Regions from separate parts of the Mus musculus genome. Here regions 1, 3 and 4 are each linked to region 2. A link is a contact called in public ChIA-PET data. All regions are on one chromosome and are shown on one strand. The core of a region is the stretch at or near the end of the contact, and the rest is flanking DNA. Distances in the headings are between cores, read along the strand shown. Region 1 holds the start of Lats1 (large tumor suppressor). Region 2 holds the start of Ipcef1 (interaction protein for cytohesin exchange factors 1). Region 3 holds the start of A630066F11Rik (RIKEN cDNA A630066F11 gene). Region 4 holds the start of Lrp11 (low density lipoprotein receptor-related protein 11).

The links. ChIA-PET counts read pairs in DNA pulled down with a chosen protein or histone mark.
Region 1: an RNA polymerase II ChIA-PET map of memory CD8 T cells shows a contact between it and region 2, with 17 read pairs. The contact joins the promoter of Lats1 here to the promoter of Ipcef1 in region 2. A contact is called at or near these places in 1 of 484 Hi-C or Micro-C datasets (CD4 T cells) and 1 of 115 datasets of contacts at active chromatin or transcription factors (memory CD8 T cells).
Region 3: a contact with region 2 is called in an RNA polymerase II ChIA-PET map of effector CD8 T cells, with 12 read pairs. The contact joins the promoter of A630066F11Rik here to the promoter of Ipcef1 in region 2. A contact is called at or near these places in 1 of 39 promoter capture datasets (maxillary cranial neural crest), 1 of 484 Hi-C or Micro-C datasets (CD4 T cells), 2 of 115 datasets of contacts at active chromatin or transcription factors (effector CD8 T cells and regulatory T cell precursor) and 1 of 9 other capture datasets (adipose tissue).
Region 4: an RNA polymerase II ChIA-PET map of memory CD8 T cells shows a contact between it and region 2, with 6 read pairs. The contact joins the promoter of Lrp11 here to the promoter of Ipcef1 in region 2. A contact is called at or near these places in 3 of 115 datasets of contacts at active chromatin or transcription factors (craniofacial prominence, large pre-B cells and memory CD8 T cells).

Annotation. Positions count from the first base shown.
Region 1 is chr10:7,679,913-7,682,656 of GRCm38.p6, forward strand. Lats1 (large tumor suppressor) reads left to right here and starts at 1,297. Exons shown (of 8, transcript NM_010690.1): 1 at 1,297-1,538. It also overlaps a transcript of Pcmt1 not described here.
Region 2 is chr10:6,978,970-6,982,091 of GRCm38.p6, forward strand. It overlaps Ipcef1 (interaction protein for cytohesin exchange factors 1), which reads right to left and starts at 1,496. Exons shown (of 9, transcript NM_001170800.1): 1 at 1,278-1,496; 2 at 545-714. The coding sequence starts at 703. It also overlaps a transcript of Oprm1 not described here.
Region 3 is chr10:7,661,950-7,664,902 of GRCm38.p6, forward strand. A630066F11Rik (RIKEN cDNA A630066F11 gene) reads left to right here and starts at 1,422. Exons shown (of 1, transcript NR_030698.1): 1 at 1,422-2,674. It overlaps Pcmt1 (protein-L-isoaspartate (D-aspartate) O-methyltransferase 1), which reads right to left and starts at 1,659. Exons shown (of 8, transcript NM_001347228.2): 1 at 1,126-1,659. The coding sequence starts at 1,354.
Region 4 is chr10:7,588,537-7,591,371 of GRCm38.p6, forward strand. Lrp11 (low density lipoprotein receptor-related protein 11) reads left to right here and starts at 1,281. Exons shown (of 7, transcript NM_172784.4): 1 at 1,281-2,077. The coding sequence starts at 1,516.

The DNA.
Region 1 (2,744 bases), core at 47-2,546, 700 kb after region 2:
CTCTCAAGAAGCAGCTCCAGCTCTCTGTGCTTAAAATATTTTTAATGGTTCAAATTAGCAGACATAGTCCATTGAATTACACGTCTTAAAATTGTACCTACCTACCAAAGCACAAGGTAGGGACCTTGATTTGTAGGACGATCCCAACAGCATAGTGGGGCTGAAGCCACATTAGGGATTTTTACTATGACGACAGAGCTAAAGCAGTGGCAGCGACTACATTAAAATATTCCCTTGTCATCTAAATTTGACCATCTGAGGTTTTCATAGTTGAACTTTTGGATACAGTACCTCAGAAAAAAGCAGAACTGGGCTTCATGGAGCAGGCTTGTTATCTCAGCTACCTTTAAGACTGAGGCTGAAGGATCACAAGTTCAAAGCCAGTCCGGATAACAGTGAGGCCCAGTCTCAATGAAAACTATAAAATGTTCTGAGGATATAGCTCAGTGGTAGAGCACTGGCATAGCATGGTTCAATTCCTGGTTACACTGGGATGTCAACGTTTTTACTTTTTTGGTCTAACACAAAATAGAGTATCTGAAAAAAAAAATAATTGCATGTATTACCTACCAGCAAAACTGGGGACTGTGTTCATATTTACAGGTGATAGACAGCCCAGTGTTGGTTGGCACCATTTAGATTCTCAGCACTAGGAAAGGTGGAGTGGGGTAGGAGAATGGGAGTTTTGGCACACACGCTGCGGCCTAGAGATCCTCTACGTGGACCTAATCCCCCGCAAAAGAGAACAATGCATTAAAAGACCAAAGTCAGTGATGCATCCCGAACAGCAGATTCAATTTCAAGAGAAACAGAACTTCTGACAGCGGCCCCGTTACTCGTTATGGCTACAATGACCTCTCCTGCAGATCCGCTGGACCGAACTCTGCAAATCCACAGGTCCAGTTTCAAGAACACTCCATCTGGCTAGTTCCAAAACCACATTCGCTCCCAGCTCTGGAAGACTCGAGTTTTATTCAAGCTCTAGACATCTTGCCTCGTGACGTCCGCGGTCTCGGAGCGCCGTTCACCGCCCTTTCCTGGTGCGACCCACGCTCGCCGCGACGCGCCCGCGTCTCCGTGCGGAGCCAGAACGTGGTGGTACAGACTCCACTCTCTGGGCCACACTCACCCCGGCTCGGGGAAGCGGGCGAGCGAGTCTCGGTCGGGAGGCCACAAACGGAGCGCTAGCTCCGGGGCCCAGCGGGGCGGCCTGAAGCCCCCAGTCCTCGGCCCCCGCGCAAGCGACGCCGGGAAATGCCCACATCCGGGAAACCCGCGGCGGACGGCGGCGGCGGCGACACGGAGTGGAAGGCAAAATGGCGGCGGCAGCGATGGCCTGGTGCTGAGGGGAGAGCCAGGTCCTCGCGACCCCGCGTCGGGCCGCGCTGGCCGGCCGCAGCCCCCCGGCGTGTGTCCCCGCCCTGCCCCATCCCGAACCCGGAGCGACGCTAGGGGCCCTGGGGGACGGGCTCCGGGCCGCCGCGGCGCCGGCCCTCGGGCCCGCAGCGGCTGTCCAGAAGCCTCACCGTCCCCTGCAGGTAGGTCCGGAGCCGGCGCCGCGGGTGGGGCTCGCGCTCCTCGGGAGTCCCTGTCGGCGGGGCGGTGGCCGGCCGGGCCCACGCCCATCCCCGCTGGCGGGGGTCCAGGGGCCGCGGTGGCCAGGCGGGCTGAGCCGGCCGGGTCTGGGCCTGACTGGGGCTGATTGCGCTGACCGGAGCCGAGCCCTGCCCTGGGGAAGCGGAGGTTGGCCGCACCCGGCGCCGCAGGGAGAGCCCGGGGGCACTGAGGCCTCCGAGGTGCGAGCTGGCCTGGGAAGAGCGGGCGGGGGCTCGGGACGACAGCCACCCCTCCCCGCTTTAGAGGGGAGAGGAGCGAAAGGTGGTTTTTTTCACGCAAGGTTGCACCAAACCGGCCTCACTTCTTTGGCCTCGCAGCGGGCCTCCCGTCGGGGTCCACCTTTGAAGCAGTCCTGGGAACCTCTCCAGCTCGCTGCAATTTGTTAGCTCACCGCTTAGTGGCAGGGGGTGGGAGAGACGTGTCACTTGTTCGGGTGCTTTTTAAGTACTGGAAAACGAAGGAAAGACAGTAAGGGAAGATTGTTTATTGTACCTGGGGAAAAAAGTCGAAGCGAAGGAAAGAATAACTCTCCGATGACTTATCCCAATTCTCCCACTAATGCAGTTGGAAAATCACTTTTCTAAGGGAACGAGGTTAAAATATTTGTCTCCATTTGTAAATATGACTTTTTAAAATATGTGTATTCACTAGAAGTTACAAGTCAGATGAGCAGTAAGTACAGTCTCACACAATATGGTATCACTCAAGGTTTGGAAATTAGCCCAAATGCCTGGCATGAAGGTTGTCAGAAGTTTATGGATTATTTATTGAAGGTTATTATACTTTTCTTAAGACAGGGTCTCACAATGTATTCCTTAGCCTGGGACTCAATATGTAGACCATGCTGACCTGGAACTCAAAAAGATCTGCCCGCCTCTGGGGTTGGGCTGTGAGCCACCATGCCCCGCTAATGTTAAGGTTTTTAGTCCTTTAAAATCAAATTTTCTCCATGAGGTATGACTCTCTTCTAAGATATCTTTAGTTTTTATTACCTTAACTAAAGTTTTCTCTTACCTAGTGAGTAGTCAGGTAGGTAATATGGTTGAGGTGATTCTCCAAGGCAGGCAGGCAGGCAGACAGGCAGGCAGGCGAGGAATCTGTGTTTCTCTTATAGGCTGTTATTGCAA
Region 2 (3,122 bases), core at 246-2,745:
TACAGGTTAGCCATCCCAAACCAACCCATCTCAGGAGAAGAGAAGGTAGTGGATAAAGGATGGAGATCACTCCCTGAACTGATGGATTAATATCCTCAATAGAGGGCAAAGCTGAGTCCCTTTTTAATAGACCTTAGCAATGCAACCTCCCCCACCACCACCACACACACACACACACACACACACACACACACACACACACACACACACACACACACAAATGATATCCAGACAGATCCTGAAACTATTAGGATCTCACAAAATAATAAAATCAGGGGAACCCGAGGGCTCTTTCCTTAAGCAAGGATATATTTAGGGCCCCTTTTCTTCCTCTCCAATCAGAATAATGAAGCCAGATGGCTTCTCCCGAACAGCACAGCTCATTAACCTACATGGTTCCTGGGGCAGAAATGAGTCCCCTAACAAATCTGCTAGCTTGCTCTGTTCCAACTCGCAGAGAATCCCTTCCGCATGGGCATCCTCCGGCCAGCACTCTGGAAGCCACGCTTTGGTAAAGGGGCTAGGGCAGGAGGAGGTCACTCACCATTTGATTGCTATACCAATACAGCGATGAGCCCTTCAGCACCACCCAGAACTTTTTCCATTTGTTGCTTAGAAAAGTTCCCTTTTCCTTTTTCTTGTACAGCCAACCCTGGCAGTCAGCGTGGCCCAGATCTTTACAGGATATCCTTCTCCGACTCATGTTGAAAAACCCTGCAAGAGTTGCATGGACAGGTGAGTGTGACCCGGACTCAGGTGACAAAATAAAAGGCAAGGTTTAGCTTTTTGCACGGCGAGGATTAGACGTTTTCATTCATGCAAAGTGAATATTTTTTTAAAAATCATGTATCTGTTCTATTTTTAAACCTCCATTCCGTGCCTAGAAAACCCGGGCAAAGACACTTATATGCAAGTATGGGTCTAAGAACCTGAGTTAAAGAGAGTAAGTTGAAAACGTTAGACTCAGGGGCTGGAAGCCACATTGTGGTAGACACGCCGGTTCTTCCCACAATAACAGAGGCAGTTATGCAATAGGAACGGAAGGGTTAAAGCCCACCTAGGAACACGGTGACTTCCCGGACTCAGTGCCAGCTTCTCAAAAAAAAAAAAAAAAAAAATTAATCTGGCACCCATCTCCTGATATTAAGATTCAGACAGTCAAGAATCTGATCCCCCCACCCCAACCCACCCCAAGGAGGCATCCAGGAGAGAGAGAGAGAAAAAAAATCACACTAACGGACAAGAAAGGAATAAAGGAACAAAAGGAATCGAATTACCTTGAGTTTTCTTCCTGGGCTTCTGACGCAAGGGAACCTGCTGGAAATGCAGGAAGGAAAGAAAAGAGAAAATTTCTGATTGTGTTGTAACATTTGTAAAGAGAGAGGGAGGGAGGGGGTGGCAGTGTTTATGAGCGGGGTGGATTCTAAAAAAGAAAAAAAGCCTCTCCAAGCAGAGCTCAAGGGAAGCTACCAGCTGAGGCACAAAATGTGCTAATTAGAATCGATATACATTGAGCCGAACCTGGGAAAAAGAGTAACAGGCATGTATGCACCGCTTCCTGTTTCCTCCCACAAGCAGCTCTTGCTACTGCTTAGGTTAGCATGGCACAGGCTTTGTTGAAGTTTGAAAACATCATGAAATACATTTCAAGAAACAATTATCTTTTCTTTCTCCCCTTAGTTTCTAAATCATATCAACTATTTTAAGTAAAACTGGAGAATAATTGTTTCCATCTCAAGCTATTAAATGCTCACATCACACTAACTTCGTGGTCTTGCTAATATGCAGGAAAAATTATTTATCTCTTCTTGGACTCTTCAGAGACTCTAAAGCCCCTCGATTGAGAATTTCTTATTTGCAGCCTAATATACATATCTCATTCTATCTTTATCTCTGAATATTTCTCACATGTCTTATAGAAGATAAATATTCAAATATTCAAATCAGACATGAGGATTTATACAAAATACACACATTTCTCACAGCACATTTTCATCAAGTCATATGAAATCAGATTCCAAAAAACACTGGGAATCCCAAAGGAAAAAATATGCTTGCAAATGCCTCTCCTGCTGTGTCTGTCTGTCTGTCTGTGTACATGTATGTATACAAACATTAGACAGAATTTTAGCTTTAGAAAACTTCATTTTTCTTCCACGGCATCTATGCTAAAATCCTTCAGGTTTAAATAGATTTCATTTATGTTAACAAGCAGAGATTTTTTTTTAATTTTTAAGCATTCAATTAAAATGTTCTAAAAGTTGGTAGGTAACTTCATGAAATGTATGGTTCTCTGGCTGCATCTGGCTAGAAGTCCACATATCTAACTACTGATGGATGGCAGCTGTGGCTCTGCCATATGTTTACAAGGGAATAGAACCTATACTGAAAATAGGAATTTTTTTAAAGCAACAGGCCAAGATTTAACAAGGAAAATTCACTCAATATTACCCAAGGAAAAGTCACTCTAAGCCCATAAATATGTATGTATGTATGTAAGTATGTATGCATGTGTGTATATATGTATGTAAGTTTGTATGTGTGTATATGTATGTAAGTACGTATGTGTGTATGTATGTATGCATGTATGTAAGTGTGTATGTATGTATGTAAGTTTGTATGTATGTAAGTATGTATGTATGCATGTATTTAAGTGTGTATGTATTTATGTAAGTTTGTATGTGTGTGTATGTATGTATGTATGTAAGTATGTATGTGTGTATGTATGTATGCATGTATGTAAGTGTGTATTATGTATGTAAGCATGTATGTATGTATGTATGTGTGTATGTATGTATGATTTCTAATCCCATAAGTCTCAAGCATATCTGCCAAGATTTATTTGTGAAAATATTCTGATAACTAAAAATCCTGTTCCTGTAAATAACCACATATCAATGCATCATGGAGTGTACAAAGATAAGCAAACACTTAATAAGCAAAACCCATCATCTTAGAGTAAGGATGACTCCCATTTCCCTCAGCAGGGAGGTTGGAGTTGAGGTTAAATTGTTTTTCTTCATGGATACAAGACCAGGGAAACCCTGAGTTGGCTTTGTTTTGTTTTGTTTTAGAAACATCCTTTCTTCCCTTGGATCATTGATTGATCTCTTTGAGGGCAA
Region 3 (2,953 bases), core at 172-2,671, 680 kb after region 2:
ATAGAGTTGAGAAGTAAGATAAATACCTCAAAGGCTTAAAAAAAAAAAAGAAAAAGAAAAAGAAGAAGAGAAAAGAAAAGTCGCAAGAAAATTAAAAACATCACCCAGCAGACTATGATTATTTTTGAAAATTGGTGGCAAAAGAAGCTGTGAATTCTGATCAGGGTGAGGTTATGAACTTGCAGCTCTTCTTGGTCTCTGAGCCAGACAACAACACTATTTCAATTTAGAAAGGAAAGTGACACAGCATTCATTCTATCCTGAAACTATCATCAAAGGAAGCAATACAGTGACTACAGAAAATGCTATTCTTTAAAAAAACAAAAAAAAAAAAACAAAAACAAAAAAAAAAACAAAAACAAAACAAAAAACTTTTCAAACGCGCTTTTAAAAGCCAATGAACACTCTTGAAAAAAAAAGTTGGAACATTTTATACACACAATGGTCTGCTGGATTCAAAGACTCCAAACAAAGTCTCTTAGGAGCAGCATGCTCTGACAATCCCTCGCTCCCCCGCCGCCCCCCCCCCCCCAAGGGCCTATACTTTGGACAGCAACCTGAGAAACTGCTCCCAGCAACCGCAATAGTCGGAACCTCCTCTCCCCTCCCCTTGCTATCAGACAGCAGCATCTCCCTCCAAAGGAAAAAACAGAGGGCGGGGGAGGCAGAAAACAGAAAGCTTGCAGGGAATCAACCGAGAACAGTGAGAGAACCCGTAGGCCGAAGGTGGTGTCCCCTCGGTGCTAGTCCAGTCACCAGAAACAAGCCTGCACTTCCCCACCCTGAAGTCACGCCCCTCGCTAGTGGGACCGCAGACTCCAGCAACAGCCCCGCCACCTGTGCCGCACCCAGTCCCCCGCAGCCTGCGAGGAGGCAACTGCCCGTGTCCCACCCGCAGCAGCTCCCTCTTGGCTACTACCCTCTTCCCATCCACATCGCCGAGTGACAGGTCCCGGGAGAGGAGACTGCAAAAACGCACGGCGTTCCGAACTCCCGGTGCAACCGCGCTGCGACGCCCTCCAGCAGGCGCAGGGGTGCAGACCGAACGTTCCGGATTGTCAGGGGGGGACAGCGTCCAGGCCCGGCCCTGCTCCCTGGCCCACGCCGGGCGGGGGTGGCACTTACTGCGGAGGTTGTGGATTAGCTCCGAGTGGCTGGCGCCGCCGGATTTCCAGGCCATCGCGAAGCACACCCGGAGCAGGTACAGAACCACCTTCAGCGCGGCGACGGTCCCTAGCAGTTTCCCCAAGAGTGAGACCACCTCCCACACGGTCACCGCCCCGCTGGTGTCCCCGCTCGAGCGGCCGCTGTTACTGCCGTCGCTGCCACTGCCGCCAATGCGCGCTCCCGGCATCCCCCGCGGCACGCATGCGCTCTGTGACGCCGCGCAGTCCGGGGTGCGGCCAGGCGGGGCCCGCGGCGGGGGAGTCCTGGAGCCCAGTAGCGAGCGGGGGCGATAACCAGTGCTCGGTGGCCGCAGCGAGGTCGCACAAACGAACGCTGCTCAGTTCCCCTTCCTGAGGCCTGCACCTGCCTCCGTCCTGCGGCCGGCGAGCTGGTGTTCTGCGTGATGAGGCTCCTTCCTAGCCGCGGCTCTGGCTGATGCGGGATGGCGGGTCCGACGTGTGCCGCCTTCTTGGGCTCCGCAATCGCCACTCCGTCAGCTGTTGCGAGCGGCCGGTCTGCTCCTATGGCTGTCTAGATTGCTAGATGGTGTGCTGACTCCGTCTTGCCTCGTCCAACCCGGTGCACTAACCTAAGGCTTCTGGATGGGGCCAAAATAATCATTTTAACAGAGCCCAAGGGCAAAGGGCCTCTCAGGTACGAAGTCCACTAGCCTATGTCTCAGCACGGTCCTGATGAAGCAGAGGCTCTGGTTTGTTTTCAGCTCTGAAGGCATAAATTCAAGGTGGAAGAATACCGTGACATGGAATTGGGGGTAGGGATGCTTCCCTGGTTAAGAGCAAAAGTAGCCGAGAGCTATAATTGGTTACAAAATAAGCTCAGTACCCTGTGGTGGAAGTGTTATTCTTCCTACCCAAGTATGAGTTTCAGCTTAAGCTCACAAATTCCATCCTTAGACTGGACACCAATTTTACTGCTTTCATCTCTGCAACATTCTAAGAATTGACAGGAAACACTGTCTGCCGCATCCAACGTGTGCTAACTTGAACTGAGACACAGCCATGACTCCAGTAAACTTTCAGGAAGGAAACGAAGATAAGACACCTATGCTGTGCTGTGATGTCAGGAGCAATTTCCAAATTACAGTTCTTACCAAACTTCATCAGTTGCAACACTCAACCTGCATCCAACCTGAAATGTCTATCACCTATTTTCATGACTCCTGTAACTAACTATAAATGTCAGTGTTGTTCAACATTAAGAGTAAAGCGATGAGTTTTAGACCGTCCGTTTTTTTCCTACCCAGTACCACCTGCTCTTCTAGTCTGAGTGTAAAAGTTCATTAGAATCTCCTTGTGCTTAGGTACTTTCATCTGACTGCTTTTCTGTATGGGTCATGATGTTTACATCTGATGAGTTTAATCCAAATACCTTTTCCTGCTCCTCAGTCCATAAATATCACTCAACCTCAGCTTAGGTGAAGTGGTCCAGAGATGACCTTGTTTTCTCCATTTTCAAATGATTGGTCACCTCATAAATTCTATCTTGCAAAACCTATCATTTCGGTGACTGGCATTTTGTATGGGGAAAAGAAATAGCCAGGTTGGGTAACAGTCTTGCTGCTGGAAAACGAAACAAAACAAAAATCCTCAAGCTCAAAAAAAAAAGGGGGGGGCAGGCATGGTGGCACACGTAGGAGGCAGAGGCAGGCAGATTTCTGAGTTCGAGGCCAGCCTGGTCTACAGAGTGAGTTCCAGGACAGCCAGGACTACACAGAGAAACACTGTCTCGAAACACACACACACACACACAAAAAAAACAAACCCTC
Region 4 (2,835 bases), core at 31-2,530, 610 kb after region 2:
TGCCTTGATGATAATAGACTGAACCTCTGAACCTGTAAGCCAGCCCCAATTAAATGTTGTCCTTGTAAGAGTTGCCTTGGCCATGGTGTCTGCTCACAGCAGTAAAACCTAACTAAGACACCATGTACGAGGAAATAGTGTTTTTCAGGCAGAACAGGGCATTGAGGAGGCTGTGACAGCATGCACAAGATCTGCTCAGGGCGAAGCCAGAGAAGATCTTAGCACAGAGGCTAGGTAGTGGATAATAGAGTCCCACCATTGGCCAAGAAGCTGTTCACAATAGCTTGGGGGTGGGGTAGTGTTTTTTCAATCTGGTGACACTGGGTATATAAGCCCTACTCCAGAGGAGGCCCCATGTTCAAGAGGAGCTAGTCAACACAATTCAGATTCCACATTTCTGGGTTTAATGTTGTTTTTGGGTTTTAAAAGTGAAACAAGAAGGGAGGGAGGTGAGTGCGGATCTGGGTGGAGTAGGGGAAGGTATTAGAATATGGTAAAGATGTATGGAATTCTCAAAGAATAAATAAAAGCATTTAAAAACAAAAGGTGACTTCAAAATTAGTAATAATGAGCTTCTCCACGTGTCTAAGCACTTCGTGGGCACTGACTTACTTAACATTCATTTTAGAAATGAATACGATGATATCTTGATCTTGAAGCCGCACACTTCAGAGTATTGTGTTCTATCAGTCAAACTAAATCAGGTGTCATCCATCCCAACACCCAGTAAACTGATGGGAGATCATCAATCGGCCCAACCCTCCTTCCCATACTGCCCGGCCTTTGCCTCCTCACAAGTTCAGCTTTCTGTTGCTAAACTTCTGGTGTTTAAGTTCTCTAAACGAAACTGAAAGGCGAATTAGAACCTGAATGTAAATGTTTTGTTTCCTTTATTACCTACCATAGTCCAAATCTCTTTAATAATAAATAATGCAACGAAGTTGGATTCCAAAAGACTGCCAAAGTTGTCTGTGGTCCCCTGGCTGTACCCGTCGCTCTCCGTAGTAGCCCCGAACTTTAGACTGATGGATTTTCTGACTCTTCCCCTCCCTCCAACCCCGAGTGCCCTGCCCTGTGAGCTATGGCCTTGCGCGAGTCTGCTTGCTGAATGAGGCCTGATGGGCCCAAACACCCACGCTGCTTAGGGTGTGATCAAGCCGCGGAGCAGCCAGGCAACTCCGGGGAGTCCCCTCCTCCTCCCCACCGGGCGCCGGAGACCGACAGACCTGCGGAAGTCCCGCCCCGGAGCCGCCCCAGCACGCCAGGCTCCGCCCCGTCGCAGCCGCTGTCCGCACGCCGGTGCTGATCCACGTAGAGGCCGCTCGTCGTCCCGGTGCGCTTCCGCGGCCGGAGCGAAGATAGAAGCACCGAAAGCTCGCAGCCTGGTAGCAGGGCCAGGGCGGCGCCGAGTCCGGCCGAGTCCGGCCCGCGATGCCTCTCGAAGCCGGCACACTCGCCGCCTCCGTGAAGCAGCCAGGCCCCGGGGCCGCCGAGCTCTGAGGCCGCGCTCGTGCCATGGCCACAAGGGGAGGAGGACCGGGCCCCGGCTTCCGGCACCGCGCGCTCCGCGGGCTGCTGCTGCTCTGCCTCTGGCTGCCCGGCAGCCGGCCCGGGGAGCCCGCCGCTCCGTCGTCCGGAGTGGATAGGCTGCTTCAGGACTTTCGCCGGCAGCTACAGCGGGCACGGCCTCGCGAGGAGCTAGAGCCGGAGCTACTGGGCGGCCCGCGGGAGGATTGCCCGGGTGCGGGCGGTACGGCGGTCTACCGGGCGGTGCCCGATACCATCATCCGCACCCAGGATTCCATCGCGGCGGGAGCCAGCTTCCTGCGCGCACCCGGGAGCGTGCGGGGTTGGCGGCAGTGCGTGACGGCCTGCTGCTCCGAGCCGAGCTGCTCGGTGGCAGTGGTGCAGCTGCCCCGGGGGCCCAGCGTGCCCGCACCTATGCCCGCACCCCGCTGCTACCTGTTCAACTGCACGGCGCGCGGCCGCAGCGTCTGCAAGTTCGCGCCACTCCGCGGGTACCGCACTTACACCCTCAGTCGCGCCGAGGACGCCGCTGGGATCCCTCCCCGGCCAGGTAAGCGACGCCAGGAGGGTCCCGCCTGCTATCGAGCGAGCAAACTTCTCTGCTTCCAGAGGATTAAAGCTGTGGGTAACCGGGAAAGTGGTTCACATTTTTCTCTGACTTTGGGCTGGTGCTAAGAAAGTGCAATAGAGGGGCAGAAGCAGACAGGGTCCGTTGGGCTGCCTTTGGAAGATAAGGGGGCAGATCGGAGAGCACTGACGGATCGATTTAAGACGATAGCCCGGAACCTTCTTTGTCCCAGTAAAGATTATTTTAGTTTTATTTTGTCTCATAGGTTTTATAAAGCGTGTTTTACCGCAGGAAATAGCAAGGACAAGATTTGATTAGATGCAGAATTGCTCCTAAATACCCACTCCTGCTTCCTGGTTTGGCTCTCTGCCAACACATAGCTCCTTCAGATATAAAAATATGAAGGAAAACTTGTCACTCCATCTCCATTCTTTTCTTCCATCCCTTGCCCAAAAATTTCCCCACATTCGTGACCTTGTTGGTTTTGTGTTCCACTCAATTTAAGGAGGCCAGCTGTGTGTGGAGGGGATTGGAGCTCTGTAGTGGGGTCTGCTGGGCTCAGTACACAGTGGATAGTGTGTAAAGTTAGTCTCTCTTTAAAAGGCCTAAACAGCTTGCCCTCTGGTTTTTATATCAGTTGCTCTAGGGAAAAAAACAAGACACAATGAAGGGGCAAAGTAGCAGAGAAACGAATTTTATCCCCCTAGGTTCTCTGTGCTCATCTGACAGAACTTTGCATT